3 separate regions of the Mus musculus genome follow, and regions 1 and 2 are each linked to region 3. Evidence: chromatin contacts called from public ChIA-PET and HiChIP or PLAC-seq data. All regions are on one chromosome and are shown on one strand. The core of a region is the stretch at or near the end of the contact, and the rest is flanking DNA. Distances in the headings are between cores, read along the strand shown.

Region 1 (3,321 bases), core at 269-2,768, 660 kb after region 3:
TGCAGTTAGATAGTACTGGGATTAAAGGCGTGTACTGTTGCGGCCAACCAGCAGCTCGAAACGAACGGTTCAACTGAGATGGCAGCTCGGGCTGAAAGAGAGGAACTAGACGGACAGAAGAAAGAACGGAGCCAAGTCAAAAGCAACTCTGATCAAAGCTCAATTTTACTAAATCAGCACGCAGTTATGTAGGAGAGGAAGGGGGGGCCGATTCCCGCCAAATAGTCTGGGGGACCAGTAGCAGGGTGACCACGTGGATGGCTCCAAACAGCAAAGCGGCAGGTTCCAGCAGTGGGCGTGGCAGAACGATTGAGCAGGCAAGCTCCATCCAGGTGTAAACAGAGGAACCCTAAAGCTGGGGGAGGGGAGGCTACAGTGTACCACCAAGGTGTCTCATGCAATTAATTTTTGAAATGGTCGGTTAAATGTCAAAGGTCCTATTTTGGTAGCAGTGGCACAGCTAAGTGACAGAACCCCTATGATCCTGTTGCTGTCTGTGTGGGTAGCAAGAAGCGAGTGGACATTGACTGCTGCCTGACTGTCCTGGTGCTGGCCCTGCCACACTCCTGGTGGCCCTGGGCACAGAACTCTGTTACCTTGCACATCAGGTGTGCTGTCTTCTCACTGCAAAGCTCAGGGTGGCCATGAACAGATGACAACAGAAAATGTTATTGTAATAGTGGGTGGGAAGCAGCAACGTTGTACAGCAGTCACTGGAAGATGCTTACATAGTCTGCCCGAAGTTGGGACACATTGAAAAGCAAGTTGAGTTTACTGCTCAGAGAGTGTGAATGCTTCCAGTGAATGCTCCTCTGCTGGGAGAAGTAACTGTAGTTAATGAAGTGTTTGCAGAGCATCTGTTATGTCAGATGATCAAGATGATGCCATGAGGCCCTTGACTCATTGCTGAAGGGAGCACGTGTAAAATCCATTGGGGAGTTTCTATGCTACCCTCAAATATATGGGGTGAAGTAACTTGCTCCAGCATGCTTGCCTTCAAATAGTAGTGGATAGACAGGCTAAATGATCTTTATCATTCCCCTCTCTTTCTCCCCCTCCTCCTCTTCCTCCCCCCTCTCTTTCCCTCCTCCTCTCCCCCTCCCCATCCCTGTTCCTCCCCCTCCCTCCCTTCCTCCCTTCCTCCCCTCCTCTCTCTCTCTCTCTCTCTCTCTCTCTGTGTGTATGTGTGTGTGTATGTGTGTGTGTGTGTGTGTGTGTGTGTGTGTGTAACCTCCTCTCAATAGTATTGCTAGGAAAAAAAAACAGCTTCTGTAATGAGAATTCTGGTTTCTTTAAAGACTCAGTTATGCTATGTGAATATGTTTTTGTTTTAATCCCAGGTGTGGAATAAGAGGCTGTGTCACAGCAGGTGATTATGACTTTCCTCTTGCACTACCAGGGGCATGATTCTTGCCAGTTGCAGATAGTTAAATTCTGAGGACTCTGGAGAAGGTATAAACAGAAGAGCCCCAAGGGCCTGTGGTGGCTGCTGCTTCCTGCTGTTGCTTTTAATAGATTGCTGGTTTACCATTGTTGGGTTTCTGGACATTGATATTCTGACAAGGAAGATCTCTGTCTTGCCCCTAGAGACCAGATGCCTCTAATTAGCAGGAAGCAGCCTAAGGAGATCCATGCCTGACCTACCCAGTGCTGTGGGGTTGAAAGGGTTAGAGTGTAATAAGGATTGAAAGAGTGGTAGATAGAAGAATTCAATGAAATAGCAATATATACGTGTGTGTGTGTGTGTGTGTGTGTGTATGTGTGTGTGTGTGTGTGTGTGTGTTGTGCCAACAAACTTCCTAATGGGTGCAGGTAAACATTATGCACTTCTCTTTTGATCATGCCTTAGACTCAGTCTTTGGACCAGGGACTAGGCTTTGTTATTCAGAATTCAAGGTATTATCTACAGTAAAAAGTGCTTCTAAGAATTCTGTATTTTGGGATAGCAATGTTATTATAAGTCTCACATAATTTGGGGTGTTTTGTTTTGTTAGGTTTTTTGCTTTTGTTTGAGAAAGAGCCTTGAATTTATAGAAACCCATATGCCCCTACCTCCTAAGTTCTAGGATTAAAGGCTGCTCCCAACACATATAATATTGTAACTTGTCTATGTCTACCCCTGGGTTTATGTCAAAAGACTTAACAATCTTCCCATTGAAAATGTCTGGGTTGGGCTGGAGAGATGGCTCAGGGGTTAAGAGCACTGACTGCTCTGCCAGAGGTCCTGAGTTCAATTCCCAGCAACCACATGGTGGCTCACAACCATCTGTAATGGGATCTGATGCCCTCTTCTGGTGTGTCTGAAGACAGTGACAGTGTACTCATATAAATAAATCTTTTTTTAAAAAAAAGAAAATGTCTGGGAGTGGAATAAATTGTATGCTATACAGTGTGATATGAAGGACTACTGCCTTAAGCTCACAATATGTTGCACTGGCTGCTGCTCTTTTATGCAAAGCAAGAGGCTTGCAGAACAAGAAGAAACAAAATATACATCTTCTCCATTAAAAAAAAAAATCATGAAAGTTACAGGTTAAGTATAGCTCTCCTGCCTAATCAGAGTAGCTTCTTTTTAGTAGCAGATGGAGACTATTATGGAGATCTGCAAGTTGGTCAAAAGGCAAAGAATAAATGGTACTAAGATGCCCATCCCAATCTGTGCATCTACAATGCAAACCTGATAACTACGGCTTAGAGAACATCATGGAAGGAGCAGGCAGAAAGATTGCAAGAGCCAGAGGTCCAGGACACTTGCAGCAAGATCTCCTTGACAAGATCGAGAAGTGGTATCTATGAAATCTTATCAATATGGTTGTCTAATGAAGACTTGCATAAGGACAGCACCAGGTGACATGCTAGCACAGATATGGAATTTCCCAGGGCTCCACCCCTAGGAGAAGAACTACAGGCAATAGTGGCTGCAGAGAGCAGAAGAATTTATCTCTCCAGGGATGATCTCCCTGATAGGTTTTCTAATCTGAAGTGGTCAGCCCTAAATACGTGTATATATTGGGTGTATAATCTATATCTGTCTATGTAACAATAATAAACAAGGATCATGAATTTGGGAGGGAGTAAGGAGAAGTAAGGGAGAACTTGGAGGGGGCAGAAGGAGAGGTAGAAATAATGTAAATATAGTACTCATGTATAAAATTCTTTAAAAAGCAAAACATCTAAATTTAAAAAATCATATTTTGATAACAGATTTAAGTGAGTCCTTTTGCGGGCAACCAGAACGGAGAATTTGTTCACTCTCTTAGACCTCGTCTGAAGCTTTTTCTTGATAGGTCTCTATGATTACCCTCTCCTCCCAGATACAAA
Region 2 (3,400 bases), core at 258-2,757, 870 kb after region 3:
GGGCCTGGGCATCATCCCCAGGCCCCACGTGGTGGAAGGAGAGAACCAACTCTGACAGTTGCCCTTTGACCTTCATGCAAACACTGTGATCCCCTCCCACCACCCATACCTTACCTGCCCCTGCACAAGCAAATACATACATGGAAACAAAAATTAGAGTTTTCAAAGTATTATTATGTTCAAGTCCTTAATTCTGAATTCTTGTGTCTTTGCTTCTCAGTGGAGGAAGTTTGGGGTTTGGGGAGATTTCAGATCTGTGATTTTTCAATTATGGATGTTCAATCTGTGGGCAGAAATGAAGTTACTAAGCCCAAATCTGCAGACCCTCATGTCTTCAGGGCTCCTGATGTTGCTTTCTGGCCTGCAGAGCGCACTGGGCATCTTCCTGCCCAGTGTAAGGGCTGCAGTAATATCTGTAACTGTCTTGTTTTTGTTATTATTGTTGTTGGTTTGTTTGGTTTTGTTGTTGTTGTTGTGTTTGTTTGTTTTTTGGTTTGGTTTGGTTTTGGTTTTTCGAGACAGGGTTTCTCTGTAGTCCTGGCTGTCCTGGAGCTCACTCTGTAGACCAGGCTGGCACGGGGAAACAATGTATCAAAACAAAATAAAACAACTTCCCCTGCACCCCCCCCCCCAAAAAACCCACAAACAAAAAGTCGCTAACCACTCACTCCAAGCAATCAAACCCTGAGCCCACAGCTCTGAGGTCACAGACCATACCCAATGTCAGTCTTTCCTGAGGGGCTTTATGGGTTGTTCTCCTTTCTAGGGAACAAATAGATTTGTTCAATGAGCAATCGCCTTGTAATCTTACTGAAGAAAATCCATTGTTGACCAAAAAAGAAAAAGGAAGGAAGAAAGTATATTCAGGAGAAAATATGGGTGATCATGGCCTGGCAACAGAGACTTGGGTTCCCCCAAACTGCATATACAATGTGAAAGCAATATCATGAAGTTTTTATAGTAGCAGAATAAAGGATATACATCAAGATGCTTTGAAGTCTTTGGTGGGATCAATCGTCATGGAGACAGGTTGACAACCAAGTGGAGAAGCCTCAGCCCCAGCCTCACATACTATGTGATGACTCAGCTTTTGGACTGGGAGAAGCCAAAGATCTGCTCAGTTAATACTTTCCTAAGGAAAACAAGTGCTTCGTATACCTTCCAATGATTCTCCTAGTGCTCACAAAGTCTCTAGGTCAGGAAGAGAGACGGGCAACAAATGGCTATTAAGAGGACTGAAGATGGCCCAAGATAATTTGACTCTGGACCTGCTACATTCCAAACTCTTCACAATTATTGATGCTCTAATCTGCTGAAAGTCCAGATACCCTGAAGTTGGAACAATATGCAAGAAGCCTGAAAGGCCTGGAGAGGGCTGTTATCATCTCTTTGAATCACTGGGACAGCCGTACTGTTGGTGGCCATGATCTTGTGGTCACAGCACTTTGCAATTAGACACATCTTATGTGTATTTTTGCTGGCAAAGTCGCCCAACGAAAAGGTTATTTCTAGCTTTGCAATCTTTTCAGTATTCCCCCGTGATTCCAGCTACTCCACAGTTTCAGTTCCTCTCTCCTACCTTGTTCTTCTTTCTACTTCTTTTACATCTATTTAGTTCATCTTCTCTCCCCTGTTCTTAAGTTGGTAAATCTGAAAAAAAAAATTGTTGAAAAAATTGCTGAAGAGATGGCTCAGCAGTTAAGAGCACTGGCTGCTCTTGTAGAGGACCTGGGTTTGACTCCCTGCAGCCACATGGAAATTTACAACCATCCTTAAGTCCAGTTCCAGGGAATCTGATGCCCTCTTCTGATCTCCATAGGTACCAGGCATGCAAATGGTATTTATACATAATGCAGGCAAAACACATGTACACACATATACACACACATGCACAAAATATACACAAATTACAGACTGAGATTATTGCAACCTAATTCTTCATACCAAAAGATAATAACCTTTTGTTAATATTCCTTGTCATGCATAGATACACTAAGCACAAATACTTTTACCTCAGAGCTTCCCACTGCACCTAAGCTCTGGTAGATAGATCATTATTATTTTTCAAATGAATGAATGAATGAATGAGTGAATGAATGAATGAATGAATGAGTGAATGCAAGAAGGAAGCAGTTTCTCAGGGCAAGAAGCAGGCCTTGCACAATTGCCATCAGACTTACATAACAGGAAGAATATAGAGTACCCAAATGTTGCCCATCCCTGAGCTTATGTGAAGGTCTACAGTGAGACTTAGCCCACGTGTGACCAATCAGCCTTTGGTCCAAGTGACTGAGGTGCATCCTCACATTGATTGGAAGCAAATTATGTTATTCTCCTCTTAAACTGCTTTTACTGCTGTCTGCCTCACTGAGAAACTTGGGCTTCACTTTCCCTTTCAGATGTACCCCTTCCTTCTTAGTCACAGCTCCCTCTGCACAAAGAAGTGACGAATGTCTGAGACGATAAAGGGCAATTACTTCAATCTGATCACTGCACGTTGGATACATGTATTTAAATGTCACTGTGCACTCCATAAAATACATAATTGCAATATGTCAAGTATGATAAAAAGTGTATTGCAAAATAAGAGTGATTAGCACTGTGGGTTGGGGATATGGTTCTGAGCAGCTAAAATGCTTACCACGCAAGCATGGGGGCCAGCGTACAGCTCCCTAAACCCTCGCAACTGGGTTTCCGACCTGAAAAGGCAAACACGTGGGATCCCCAGGGAAAGGTGGCTAGAGAGACTAACCATGTAACTGAGAGATGCTAGCTTACAAGAAAAAGTGGAAGATTTCTAACATCAAATTTAGGTTTCCAAACATGTACACACACACTCACCACAGGAAAAAAATGAAAAACATAAAATAAATAAATAATGTCAGTTTGGGTCCTCAACCTGTCACAGTCTAGAATCACCTGGGAAGAGAGCCCCAATGCAGCGCTGTCTAGATCGGGTTGGCCCATGGTCATGCCTGTGACGTTTCTTCCTGATTGTGTTAAGTTAGGTGGGAAGGCCCACCGCTATAGGAGGAGCTGTTCCTTTGGTTTGAGTCTTGGACTGTGTACAGGTGGAGAGGAAGAAGCCTGAACAAAAGCAAGCATACATGCCCTCATTCTCTCTTTGCTCTTCGCAGTGGCTGTGAAGTCCAGCCTTGACTTCCTGGAGATGATGGCCTGCATGCATAATGATCCTTCCTCCCTTAGGGCTACTTTTGTCGAGTGTTCAACAGAAACAAGCACACTCCTGAATCTCTCTCCTTCCCCTCTCCCTGTCCCTTCCTCTCTGCTTCCTGGGCCACTGAGATGTGAACAAGCAGCTGCCTCATACTCATGCTGCCTTGCAGCCAGTGATCCCCATACCCTCCCTGTTGTGATGAACTATAGCTCACAAACCATG
Region 3 (3,562 bases), core at 756-3,255:
GGTTATCTTTTCTATTGGAAGCAATGAATTTGCATCTACACCAGGCAAGCTTTATTAGTTAATTGCATTAAAGAGCTATGATTTGATTGATTCGGCTTGAAAGGCTATAAGTTAAAAAATTACAACAATCAAATGAACAAATCTAGGATTTTACAAATAATTTGACAATTTACAGTGACAGGAAAGTGAGCAAACTGGAGAGCTAGATCACACACAGCTATTTTCCTGGGGGAGATGGACAACTATCAGATGAGGAGGACATTCGTTCATTTCCCACGTAATCAGAGCAAGGTGACATGTTCTCATTTCTTTCATTGAAGCATATTGGTATGACGAAGGTGCTTGAGTTGTGTACTTTCAATAATGCCTTGCAATTCCCATTTCAAAGTCCACACAGGAAGGCAACTCTTAAAGTGGTTCTATTGCTAGCAATTAGTCCATCCCTAATCCCATTAGGCTGTTAATTCCCAGAGGACACAAGCCTAGGAGATGCTGCTTGCAAGTGCTAAACTAAGGTTATTACGTGAAACCACGCGGCCATTCTCAGTCTTATAAAATATGCTTTGTTTCACAAACATCCCTGAACTCAATTTGTATAACCTTGGGACTTTACCACGCTTTAGTGCTGACAAACTCATCACATGTTTTTATGTAGACATATACTTAAACAGAGATTTCTGATAAAATTAGGGGAACTTCCTTTGCCCCATGTATTAATTATACTAGCAGAGAGTTTATCTTGTATTTTCTCTAACAACAAAACCATGTTGTAGTTATTGAAATATGAAGCTGAAAACCTTAAGCTAACAAAGCAAAGTTGACTAGAATGCAGATTGCCATATTCCGAGGAACTGAGAAGAGATGACATACAGCTGTCCACTATAGATGACATGATAATTTGTACTTATCTTGTCTCTTATCTTATTGGTAAAATTGGTTACATTTTCTATTTCAAATATTTAGCTTGTTCAAATCTATGCCAAAGGTAACCTTTGGAAAGCCAGTAAGTTTACTGACATCTGCATCTCATAGTCTCCAAGTCTAGAAGGTCCTCCTGTACTAAGACAAACTATTTTCTAGATTAGAATTCCCGTGCACTGAAACTTATATCTGTATTGCTGCCAAATAAGCAACTAAATCCTCATCACTTTAAAAACAGATCTTTCAAAGACTCTAATTTGGCATTTGGGGGAGAGGAGGGCTCATATAGACTTTTAGGGTTCCTTTCCCTTCTTATTATCTTTATTCTTCAGAGCTAGACCCCTACCTTGCAAAACTCAGAGGGGAACCAGGAGCTTTAAAAATATAGCCCAAGGTCTCCCTTTATAGAAGTCAATGGGGTGCCCCGCCCCCACCAATGTAAAGCATTTTAAAGTCAGTGTCTTTAAATCAGATATTTAAGTCCTAACCCCCCCCACCACATTATACACCCCCAAGGCCTATGAACCCCCTCTCAATTTACCCCAAGTGTTTTATACTGGAAATCCCAGTCCTAGTCCATAGTTGTGGTGGGTCTGTAATCAGAAGTCACTAAGGACTTGTGTTACTTCCCTTGCGAAGAAACAGAATAATTGTGAAAATTTAGGCGGAAATCGTTTCATTTTTGTCCCTAAATTAAGGGAAGGATGTGCTCTATAATCCCTGAGAAAAAGAACTTTCAAGGGCAAAGGAGCGACCAGGTAATTTAGAAGAAAAACAGAAAGTGGTCTCTATCTACCCCGGACTTCCTTTGGAGTTGGGGGAATTAGGGACTCCTAGGCGCGTTGTCTTTAGGGATGAGGAAAAAATAAACATATATCCTGAAGCCTGAGACTTCTCGGATCCTTTACCGACCAAACTCGAGAGATTTGGTGCAAGATATTTTAATATTTTCTCCTTTTTGTGAAGTGTAACAAACACAAGTTGGGCGCAGCGCGGCTGCTCAGAGCTTGCCAGGCAGGCCGCTGGAGCACCAATCAGCGCGCGCCTGCGCTCTATATATACAGCGCCGGGCCCGCGCTACTCTATCGGCGTACTGCCACTAGTTCCTGACTTCCAGAGACTCATCATGTCTGAGGCTGCTCCTGCTGCCCCCGCTGCCGCGCCCCCTGCGGAGAAGGCGCCTGCCAAAAAGAAGGCCGCCAAGAAGCCCGCCGGGGTGCGCCGTAAGGCGTCCGGACCCCCGGTGTCCGAGCTCATCACCAAGGCTGTGGCCGCCTCCAAGGAGCGCAGCGGCGTGTCCCTGGCTGCGCTCAAGAAGGCGCTGGCGGCCGCGGGGTACGATGTGGAGAAGAACAACAGCCGCATCAAGCTCGGCCTGAAGAGCCTGGTGAGCAAGGGCATCCTGGTGCAAACCAAGGGCACCGGTGCCTCCGGCTCCTTCAAACTCAACAAGAAGGCGGCTTCTGGCGAGGCCAAACCCCAGGCTAAGAAGGCAGGCGCGGCCAAGGCGAAGAAGCCCGCGGGAGCAGCCAAGAAGCCTAAGAAGGCGACTGGTGCTGCCACACCCAAAAAGGCGGCCAAGAAGACCCCGAAGAAGGCGAAGAAGCCCGCGGCGGCGGCTGTGACCAAGAAAGTGGCCAAGAGCCCAAAGAAGGCGAAGGTCACCAAGCCCAAGAAGGTCAAGAGCGCGTCTAAAGCCGTAAAGCCAAAGGCTGCCAAGCCCAAGGTTGCCAAGGCCAAGAAGGTTGCAGCCAAGAAAAAGTAGGCTGCCTCCCCTAACAATCCAAAAGGCTCTTTTCAGAGCCACCACTCCCACTTAAGAGCTGTGACATTTGTGTGATTAATGAAGCAAGGTTGCAAGGGACTCGATCCCGGCAGCACTCGCTCCCCCGGTGGGATGGGTGGGGTTGCGTGTCCCACCTAGACTTGTTTGTGCTGGGCTGCTCAGGAAGTGCTATGGGCTGGAACACCCTCCCACGGCTGTCAGCAGCAGAAAGCAACCCTCGGCGCTAGTTCGTATTGGACTGCAAGGTGATTTGAAAGTTCCGCCCTGCTTGTGGGTTGGCTCACTCCGGCCCAGGACTCTAGTTCTTCGTTTGATTGGGCGCCATCCCGAAGTTTGAGCTTCCTGCCTGGAGAAACGCATCCGGGGCTTGTAGGTGGCTTCTATGCTCAGCCTCTTGTGGGGGTTAGCCTGGAAGTTTGGGAGAAGGTGGGGTGCTGGCGCCAACGAACTGCCTTCCTTAATATTAAAGACATGGGGTAGCTGCCGGAACGACTAGCCTGCACAGTTAAGTTGGACTCGGGACTGAGACGATTGCTTCTCGTACTTTCGGTTTGTTTGCCACAGCGATGGAGTTGTGGGTTGAACTGCGTCACAACCTTTTGTCAGCCATTTTTTTTTCAAGTTTTTTACCATTACCAATTACACTTGCTTTGCCTTATTTTGATCAGCATAGTTGTAGATTAACTTTGTTTTGCCTCAGCTTCCCGAAGCGCTTGCTTTATACGTGTGTGTCGTCACTGAAGATTGACCTTGTATGAATACTGAGGTTTCTTGGTAATGCTTTGTACAATCCAAAATGTTAAATTGGCTATCTGTTGAAAGTGTATGCTTCTAATAAAAAGCGTTTAGTTTTCA

Evidence for each region. ChIA-PET counts read pairs in DNA pulled down with a chosen protein or histone mark. HiChIP or PLAC-seq counts read pairs in DNA pulled down with a chosen protein or histone mark.
Region 1: an RNA polymerase II ChIA-PET map of memory CD8 T cells shows a contact between it and region 3, with 7 read pairs. The contact joins the enhancer-like site here to the promoter of H1f2 in region 3. A contact is called at or near these places in 2 of 39 promoter capture datasets (the C10 cell line and pre-B cells), 1 of 484 Hi-C or Micro-C datasets (pre-B cells) and 3 of 115 datasets of contacts at active chromatin or transcription factors (effector CD8 T cells, memory CD8 T cells and pro-B cells).
Region 2: an H3K27ac HiChIP or PLAC-seq map of microglia shows a contact between it and region 3, with 7 times the contacts expected there. The contact joins the enhancer-like site here to the promoter of H1f2 in region 3. A contact is called at or near these places in 1 of 484 Hi-C or Micro-C datasets (CD4 T cells) and 4 of 115 datasets of contacts at active chromatin or transcription factors (T-cell acute lymphoblastic leukemia, effector CD8 T cells, memory CD8 T cells and 1 more).

What each region holds. Positions count from the first base shown.
Region 1 is chr13:24,401,738-24,405,058 of GRCm38.p6, forward strand. The region is part of intron 2 of Cmah (cytidine monophospho-N-acetylneuraminic acid hydroxylase); the gene reads left to right. Among named protein-coding and RNA genes, the nearest start is that of Gm11342, 27 kb to the left of the region's middle. Within about 2 kb of position 1,519, at least 35 of the 459 cell types and tissues checked have an H3K27ac peak or open chromatin away from gene starts, as enhancers often do. A contact at or near this core is called in memory CD8 T cells, pre-B cells and pro-B cells, where this site is marked.
Region 2 is chr13:24,606,669-24,610,068 of GRCm38.p6, forward strand. It overlaps a transcript of Ripor2 not described here. Among named protein-coding and RNA genes, the nearest start is that of Ripor2, 30 kb to the right of the region's middle. Within about 2 kb of position 1,508, at least 6 of the 459 cell types and tissues checked have an H3K27ac peak or open chromatin away from gene starts, as enhancers often do. A contact at or near this core is called in microglia, where this site is marked.
Region 3 is chr13:23,736,802-23,740,363 of GRCm38.p6, forward strand. It overlaps H1f2 (H1.2 linker histone, cluster member), which reads left to right and starts at 2,006. Exons shown (of 1, transcript NM_015786.3): 1 at 2,006-2,730. The coding sequence starts at 2,048. The coding sequence ends at 2,686.